Regions from separate parts of the Oryctolagus cuniculus genome. Here region 1 is linked to region 2. The links are chromatin contacts, called in public Hi-C maps. All regions are on one chromosome and are shown on one strand. The core of a region is the stretch at or near the end of the contact, and the rest is flanking DNA. Distances in the headings are between cores, read along the strand shown.

Region 1 (3,901 bases), core at 1,366-3,865, 100 kb after region 2:
ATGGTGTCCAGAGGAACTTGGGCAAATCTAGGAAAAGAAAAAAAGCCCACACACTTCTCCATTCTTAAGAAAATGAGGTATTGTTGACATCACCCTCTGCTGAAATCTCGTGTTTATATTTCAAATTATTAGGTAACAGAATGCCTCCTCCAGAGCTGTAAAGCAACTAGGACAACTGAGTACTAGTGTCTTTTGCCTCTTCATTATCTTAGCCATCCAATGATTCCACAAATATTCATTAAACACCTGTTCTGTGTTAGGTGCTGGGCTACAATAGTAAGTTAAAGGAAATTTACAATGCCTGCCCTCAGGAAATTTGAAGCTGAGCGGGTGGATAGGAACAGAAATGAAAGAAAGACACAAATAATTAGAGTTGCAGTGAGTTCTACCAAAAGAAGGGCCTGTGGTGCCAAGAGAACTTAGAATAAAGGATGTACTTATGAAAGTCGGGGGAAGACCATCTATCAAGGAAGTCATGATTCAATCAGGGAAGAGCTGCAACGGGCTGGGTGAGAGGAGAGAAGAGGAAATCCACCCTGGGCATGAGGACAAGGAGGCGTGTTCATGGAATGCAGAGGACTCTGCCTGCAAGGAGGAAAATCCACAGGAAAGGGTAGAGGAGAGGTAGGGGCTTCAAGTGCTGCTGGAGGATCCGGTTTCTAGCTTCTCTCTGTCTCATAAGCAGTGGGCAGCCATTCAGTGATACTGATGAGAGGGCTGTTATAGATGGGTTTGCTGGGCAGCCATTCAATGATACTAACGAGAGGGCTGTTATAGATGGGTTTGCAGATTGAGAAAACTGACTCTGTTTCAGGTTTGAGAAACTCAATGAAAGGACCCCTGATGCAGGAAGAGCAGGTGGAAGACTCCTGCCCAGGGGGTGGCAGTGGCTCATTCTGGGTGGCTGAGGAGGCCGTGGGGAGAAGATTTCTCCCTCAGTCGTTCTCCAGTGCTGCGGTGGCTCCAGCTTTGGCAAGATTTCTGATGGCCAAAAAGATGCTCAGCCCTCCTGATGGTGCTGCACTCCCTCTGTCCTGAACAGGAGACTTTGGGACCTGATGTGTTCCTAGGGCACAGGCAGAGACAGCGTTGCTGCTGGAAGAATCAAAGCTTCAGGTTCCAGCCCCAAGCAGACTGACAGGGTCGAGTTTGGAGCTAGGTGTGTGTTGGGGTGGGGGGGAGTGGGGGTGCATTTGCCTTTCTCCTGGCGAAACTGGCACCTGCTTCTGCAAACTATCTCGCCCTCAGGTAAAGCAACTCCTTGTAGGAAGTGCTGGCAGAGTTGACCAGATGGCTGCACACATTATGTCTTTGAGACCTGGGGCTGGGCTGATCCCATGACCCATGATACAATCAACACACAACTGAAAGAGAAGGGGGCTTCTAAGAGCATTTAACTACCAAACATGTAAATCCAGTGCCTTGGACAAACCTGGGTGCCCTAGCAAGCAGAGAAATCTGAACGTTGACACGGTCCTGTTTGGCACTCTTAGGCATTCTACACACCCAAGGCCAAGTATTCTCTTCTGTCAGCTCCGTTCCTGGAGCGCAAAGGGAACCATTCAGGTGACTCCCAAGCCACTTTTATTTTACATTTTCTGCCAAACTTAAAAATAACGTTCTCCGCCATTGTCGCTCTGTGATGAGTGATCATTCACAATTATCCACCACCCACCTGCAGAGAGAGATGGCTCAAAATGAGGGGCAGTACAGGGGTGGAAAAGCAGAATTTCCTTCTGAATCGGGATCCACACCTTAGCAAGCCCCCCGGGTGCTCACCAAGCACATTCAAGCCTGAATGTCATCTACTGCGACACACATCGCACAGGGTGATGGCACAGGCACGCTGGTACTCACAGCGAACACAAAAGTTTCCTGGAACAATACTAATGAGGGGGGAAAAGCGCTCAGAATTCACTAACTGGCTTTCAGGACTGCTTGGAGTCTCCACTTGCAATTAGAAAGAGTGGCTCTCAAAAACCCAGGAACAAGCCAAATAACGCGGTGGGGTGGTCGGGGTGGGGCTGGGGGCGCTTGGTGGTGGGCTGAGGAAGGTGTAGACACCTGGCATGCACAGACTTTGTGAAGCCCGTGTCCTGGCTCGCTCCGGGGAAGAGCCCGGGAGCCAGGAACTCCTGGGCGGCGTGGGAGGGCTGCGAGGGGCAGCGCACACCCGGCCAAAGTCCGCGCAGGAGCTGGTCCGGGGGCCCTGATTGGCAGGCCCTGAGCGAGCGAGGACTGGAAGCAGGGAGAGAGCGGAGGCTCTGGGCGGCGAGAGGTCCTGCCCAGCTGTTGCGAGGAGTTTCCTGTTTCCCCCGCAGCGCCGGGTGAAGTTGAGTGAGTCACTCGCGCGCACGGACAGACTACACCCCGCGCGCGCACCCGCTCGGGCCGGGAGCCGGCCTCCTGCGCAGCTCCCCTCGGCCGCCGGGGGCCTCCGCCGGCTGCAGGCCCCCTCCTCCCGGCCGGCCGGCGCCACATCTGGCCCGCACATCTGCCGGGGCCCGCGCGGCTCGGGGGTCTCGAGAGGGCGCGGGGTGGGGGTGGGGGGTGGTCCGGGGAGGCGCCGTCCGCTGCGCTCTGGGCTCGGTCTATGACGAGCGGCGGGGTCTGCCATGGGTCGGGGGCTGCTCCGGGGCCTGTGGCCGCTGCACCTCGTCCTGTGGACGCGCATCGCCAGCACGATCCCGCCGCACGTTCAGAAGTCGGGTGAGTAGCGGCCAGCGCCGCGCCGAGGGCGCCGGGGGCCCCTGCGCTGCGCTTGACAGTCGGCCGCGGGCACTGCGCGCTGGGGCGGAAACGGGGAAAGTGGCCCGCGCGGCACCCACGCAGCCCCAGCGAGGGGAAAGTTGGTTCGCAAGGGGGCGCGGGGCCCGCGGGGGGGGCCCCTTTGTGCGAGCCGGGGAGGCGCTGTGCCGGCCGCGGCCCCGCTGAGCCCCCAGTCCCGGAAAGGGAAGTTTGCGAAGTTGGTGATCCAGAGGCGGCCGGGCAGAGGCCGCGCACCTGGGCCCTGGGCGATGCTGCGGGCCCCTCGAGGCTGCCCGAGCCCTCCCCAGCCCCCAGAGGCCGGTTAACCCCGGCTGGAGCGCCTGAAAGTGGCCCCACGGCCCGTCTCCCACCCATCGCCCCCTACGCGCCCCAGGCCGGTTCTTGGCCCCGGGTTTCCTGCATGCATGCCGGAGAAGCGGCGATTTGCAAAGGAAAGTTTTCGGGCGCTGGAGATGGACAGGTAGACGAGGCCTGCTGGGTTGCCCGGTGCAGGCGTGGGTGCCTGGAGCGAGACGTGCCTGCCTCCAGGGAGCTGACTCCTTTCTTTGCAGTTGTCACTCGGGGCCGGCCGAGCAAGGGGTGGCTAGGGTCCTAAATGGGCCGCCCACCTGATCGCTGTCTCTGGAGCTTTTTAAAGGGGGGGGGGGGGTAAAAAATTGCAGGAATTTGGTTCTTAACGACTTGTTATGGAAAGTGCAGAAGCCCCCAGACGTCAGAAGCTGGAATGTTTGCAGCTAGGAGGCACTTAGCCTTCTGCAGCTGGCGGCCCTGCTCCGGGGAGCTTCGGGTTTGGGCGAGCCCTGTCCCTTTCCCAGGCCTCAGTTTTCTCATCTGTAAAATGACGTGGTGGGAGCTGGATCGTCTCACATCCCCTCCATCTGTGACGTCTGAGCAGCGCCTGCACCCTCGCCCCCCCACCCCCCCGGCACCCTTGGGTGACTGGCAGATACTGCGCATCAATTTTGGTGGAAAGGTGCATGAAAGACCAGCTCGCCCAGAGGCAGGGGGTTTTACTTGCCCCGTGACACAGGCATGCGTACCTGTAGAATTGTCTAGACTAAAAGGCAAGACGCTCTAAAGGGTGCATTTCAAAGTATGGAGGAAGACCGGGAGCTTTGGAGTGTGTGGCTCG
Region 2 (3,464 bases), core at 694-3,193:
TAACAACTAGTTTGCCTTTAATGATAAAAATAATTATATCAACCCTTCATTGTATTTTTACCTGAACAAAGGACTAGGCTAGAAATATATTCCATAGGATAAGGCAAGCTCAAACAAATTAAATACCTTGACTGGAAACACAAAGATGTTATGTGGGAGGCCCTTGTATATTTCAAGTCTGCCCCCAAGTTTTAAGGCCCCTGTTCTTTGTGCCCCACTCTTTGAGGAATCTGCTATCCTGTGATGAGGGTGATCCAGTTTTCCACTACCAAGAGTCGTGGTGTCCCCAAATGCCCATTGATGGGAAAATAGATCTGTTGCGTGTGTTTATGAATTGGAATAATACACAGGACTAAAACGGGACAAACCGCTGCTACATACAGTCAAATGGTGACTCTCGCAGGTGTTAGGGCGAATGAAAGAAACCAAATTGGCAAGACTCCACGCTGGGTGATTCAACAACCGGCAATGCAAAATGATGATGGTAAGAGTCAGAAGCTGAGCTATTTCTGGGCCAGTGAAGAAGCCTAAGGGAACCTGATGGGGCTAGAAGTGTTCTGCTCTGACAGCATGTGTGTGCCTGTGTCCCTGAGTGGAAATCTAAGAGACGTTGAAGATCCATGCACTCTACTGGGCATACGTCTGTTCTCTGACAGAAAAGAAATGTTTAAGCAAAGTTACTGAAACCCCCAAAGTCTAGGTATTTTTAGAAACAAAAGGTTGGGGCCGGTGCTGTGGTGCAGTGGGTTAAAGCCCTAGCTTGAAGCACCAGCATCCCACATGGGCACAAGTTCTAGTTCCAGCTGCTCCTTTTCCAACCCAGTTCTCTGCTATGGTCTGGAAAAACAGTAGAAGATGGCCCAAGTCCTTGGTCCCCTGCACCCACGTGGGAGACTCCGAAGAAGCTCCTGGCTCCTGGATTCAGATGGGCTCAGCTCTGACCATTGTAGCCAATTGGGGAGTGAACCAGCAGATGGAAGACTTCTCTCTCTCTCAATCTCTACCTCTCTCTATAATTCTGTCTTTCAAATAAGTAAAAATAAATATTTTTTTAAAAAAAGAAACAAAAGGTTAAAGCCATGGAAATAAAGGTGGCCTGGGAAATCAAAAGGCCAGGGTGCCCATCGTTCTAGAACTTTTTAACAGCCTGTCTAGATGGGAGCTCACCATGGTCTCAGCTCCTGACAGCTGGCAGGAAGATGGAACTCACCTCGGCCATGTGTCTGAAACCACTTCAAAAAACAGCTGAGCCATATAAAAATTTAGAGAAGTGGTTTGCTTTCCCTCGCCTCTCCACTTCACACCCACTCCCAGAATTTAATGAAGTACTCTCTTCTCGGTGTTCTTCCTGAACTCCCTACTGTCTCTCAAGCCACGAGGAGACAGAAGCAATGCCCACCAAGCTTGAGTCACGTTTGGCTGGGATAGGAACTCAGTTTACTGCTGTCATTGGAATAATCTTACATGAAAAATATTACAGTGAAGACAGCAAGTCTTTCTCTTTAAAAAAGAAAAGAACCAGTTGTATAAAACATCAAGTCAATAACACACAAGACACAGAACAGGCCGGAGTGGCCTCTATTTTAAAAACTAACATCAAACCCCACTCACTTCATAAGAAGGAACTGGAGCTCTGAATTCCTTCGGAAGAGAGTGCGTGAAAGCAGGCGGGGTGTGGGTGGGAAGAGACACTCACCCTGACAATGACCTCGGGCCATAAAAGACCAATTCCAGATAGGCGACCTTCTCAAAACGCTTTGATAAGTGACATTTCAGCTAATAGGAAACCAAAGGAAATATCAGTTGCCCCAGCGAACGGGGCTGAGCAATCAGACATCTGGGGCTTTTGGCATGCCTACTGAATGAAGTCATCGCGAGAGTCCACAGAGAGTTCTGTCTCCACGGCTGAGGCTTGTTTATGGAAAAATGAGTGTTGGGGCTTGGCTTTGGCTTAAGCGCAGAGCCTTCTGAGCTGCGAGTACATTGGTTATTTTTTACAAAGTAGCTCTTGTCCTGCAGAGCGAGTGTCCTGATTTTAGACCTCCGATGGAGCCCAAAGGTTTGGCCTATCAGTTTTCTTCATTTCCTCTCTACTTGGCCACCACCCCTGTCTCAAAGGGCAGCTTTTGAAAACTACACTCTCAGTTCACTTGGACGCTGGGATCTCATCTGAGTCGAGAAGCCAAGAAACACAGGAAGTATATACGGGCTGGAAGCAGAAAAATGTGGCAAGAAACGATGTGGCTATTTCACAGAATAACCAGCCTCATTCATACCCTCTCCTGGTGCATGGGTGTCATATCCAGGTCCCAAGTTGGCTCTCCCGTCTCTTGGAAACAGACTGAGGGACCGAAGTTGTCACTCCTTGGGTTAACCCACAGCCTGCCATGCCTATAGCCTATATCCAAGTGCTGGTTCGAGTTCTGGCTGCTTTACTTCTGATCCAGCTTCCTGCTAAAGGGCCTGGGAAGGCAGTAGAAGATGGCCCAAGTCCTTGGCCCCCTGCCACTCATGGGAGAGACCAGATGGAGTTCCTGTCTCCTGGCTTTGACTTGGTCCAGACCTGGCTGTTGCAGCCATTTGGGAAGTAAACCAGCAGGTGTAAAACATCTGTGTGTGTGTGTGTGTGTGTGTCTGTCTGTCTGTCTCACTCTGCATTTCAAATAAATAAATAAATCTTAAAAAAAAAAAAAAGAAAATAGACTGAACTTCTACCATTCCAAGAACATAGGACAGACTCCTCCCAAGTTTGTTCGGGTACAGGCACCTATCCCCATGTAATTCTCTATCAGAGAAAAGTAATTACCTATTTCCATTTTCTGTACTTATCGAGAGCAGTATAGAAAACAAGGACACGATGATATAAAGTTGATAAGGCTTTTAATTACATTTCTTTGTCCATGTCTCTGTGGAGAACTCATCGTTTCCAGAATAAACTCACTGTGATACTGAGCACTTTGAGCTATTGTAGACATTGGACAAAATACAATGGACTCAAATTGTATCAGGAATGATGAGGGGAGATGTGGTAGGTATGATCAGTAGTTATCGATCGAACATACCATAATTTGTGGTCACTTACCCCTTCCTTTTTGGGAAAACATTTCTACTTTCTCCAAGGTAGGCAAGGTGAAAGACACTTGAAGGGTCCATCCATCGCCCTACGCTTCCTTCTTTAGTCTGTAGGTCTGCAAACAACAGGAAGCATTTTTAGGAATGAGAATGAGAAGGGAGGGTGGAGGAGTTTGCATTGTAGCCACAGTGAAGCTCTCCTGAGAACTGCTGTTCCTCTGGGACACATCTTGGTGGTCTTTCTCCATTGCATTCCCTCAGGCAGGTGTTGGATCACCAAAGGAGGGGAAGTGTCTCAGAAAAGGCAAATGTCTTCCTTCCCCTGCTTTAAAAGATGTGATGGTACCCAAGGGAGTCAAATTGTGTCCCACCCAGTTCTTAGAGCATGCAGA

Evidence for each region. Hi-C and Micro-C count contacts between places; a contact is called where the count stands out from the background.
Region 1: a Hi-C map of embryonic fibroblasts shows a contact between it and region 2, with 2.0 times the contacts expected there. The contact joins the promoter of TGFBR2 here to the enhancer-like site in region 2. A contact is called at or near these places in 2 of 6 Hi-C or Micro-C datasets (embryonic fibroblasts and skin fibroblasts).

The regions. Positions count from the first base shown.
Region 1 is chr4:167,221,223-167,225,123 of mOryCun1.1, forward strand. TGFBR2 (transforming growth factor beta receptor 2) reads left to right here and starts at 2,616. Exons shown (of 7, transcript NM_001177748.1): 1 at 2,616-2,709. The coding sequence starts at 2,616.
Region 2 is chr4:167,122,213-167,125,676 of mOryCun1.1, forward strand. LOC127482850 (a long non-coding RNA gene) reads right to left here. Exons shown (of 3, transcript XR_007908709.2): 3 at 1-3,188. Among named protein-coding and RNA genes, the nearest start is that of TGFBR2, 100 kb to the right of the region's middle. Within about 2 kb of position 1,944, at least 4 of the 8 cell types and tissues checked have an H3K27ac peak or open chromatin away from gene starts, as enhancers often do.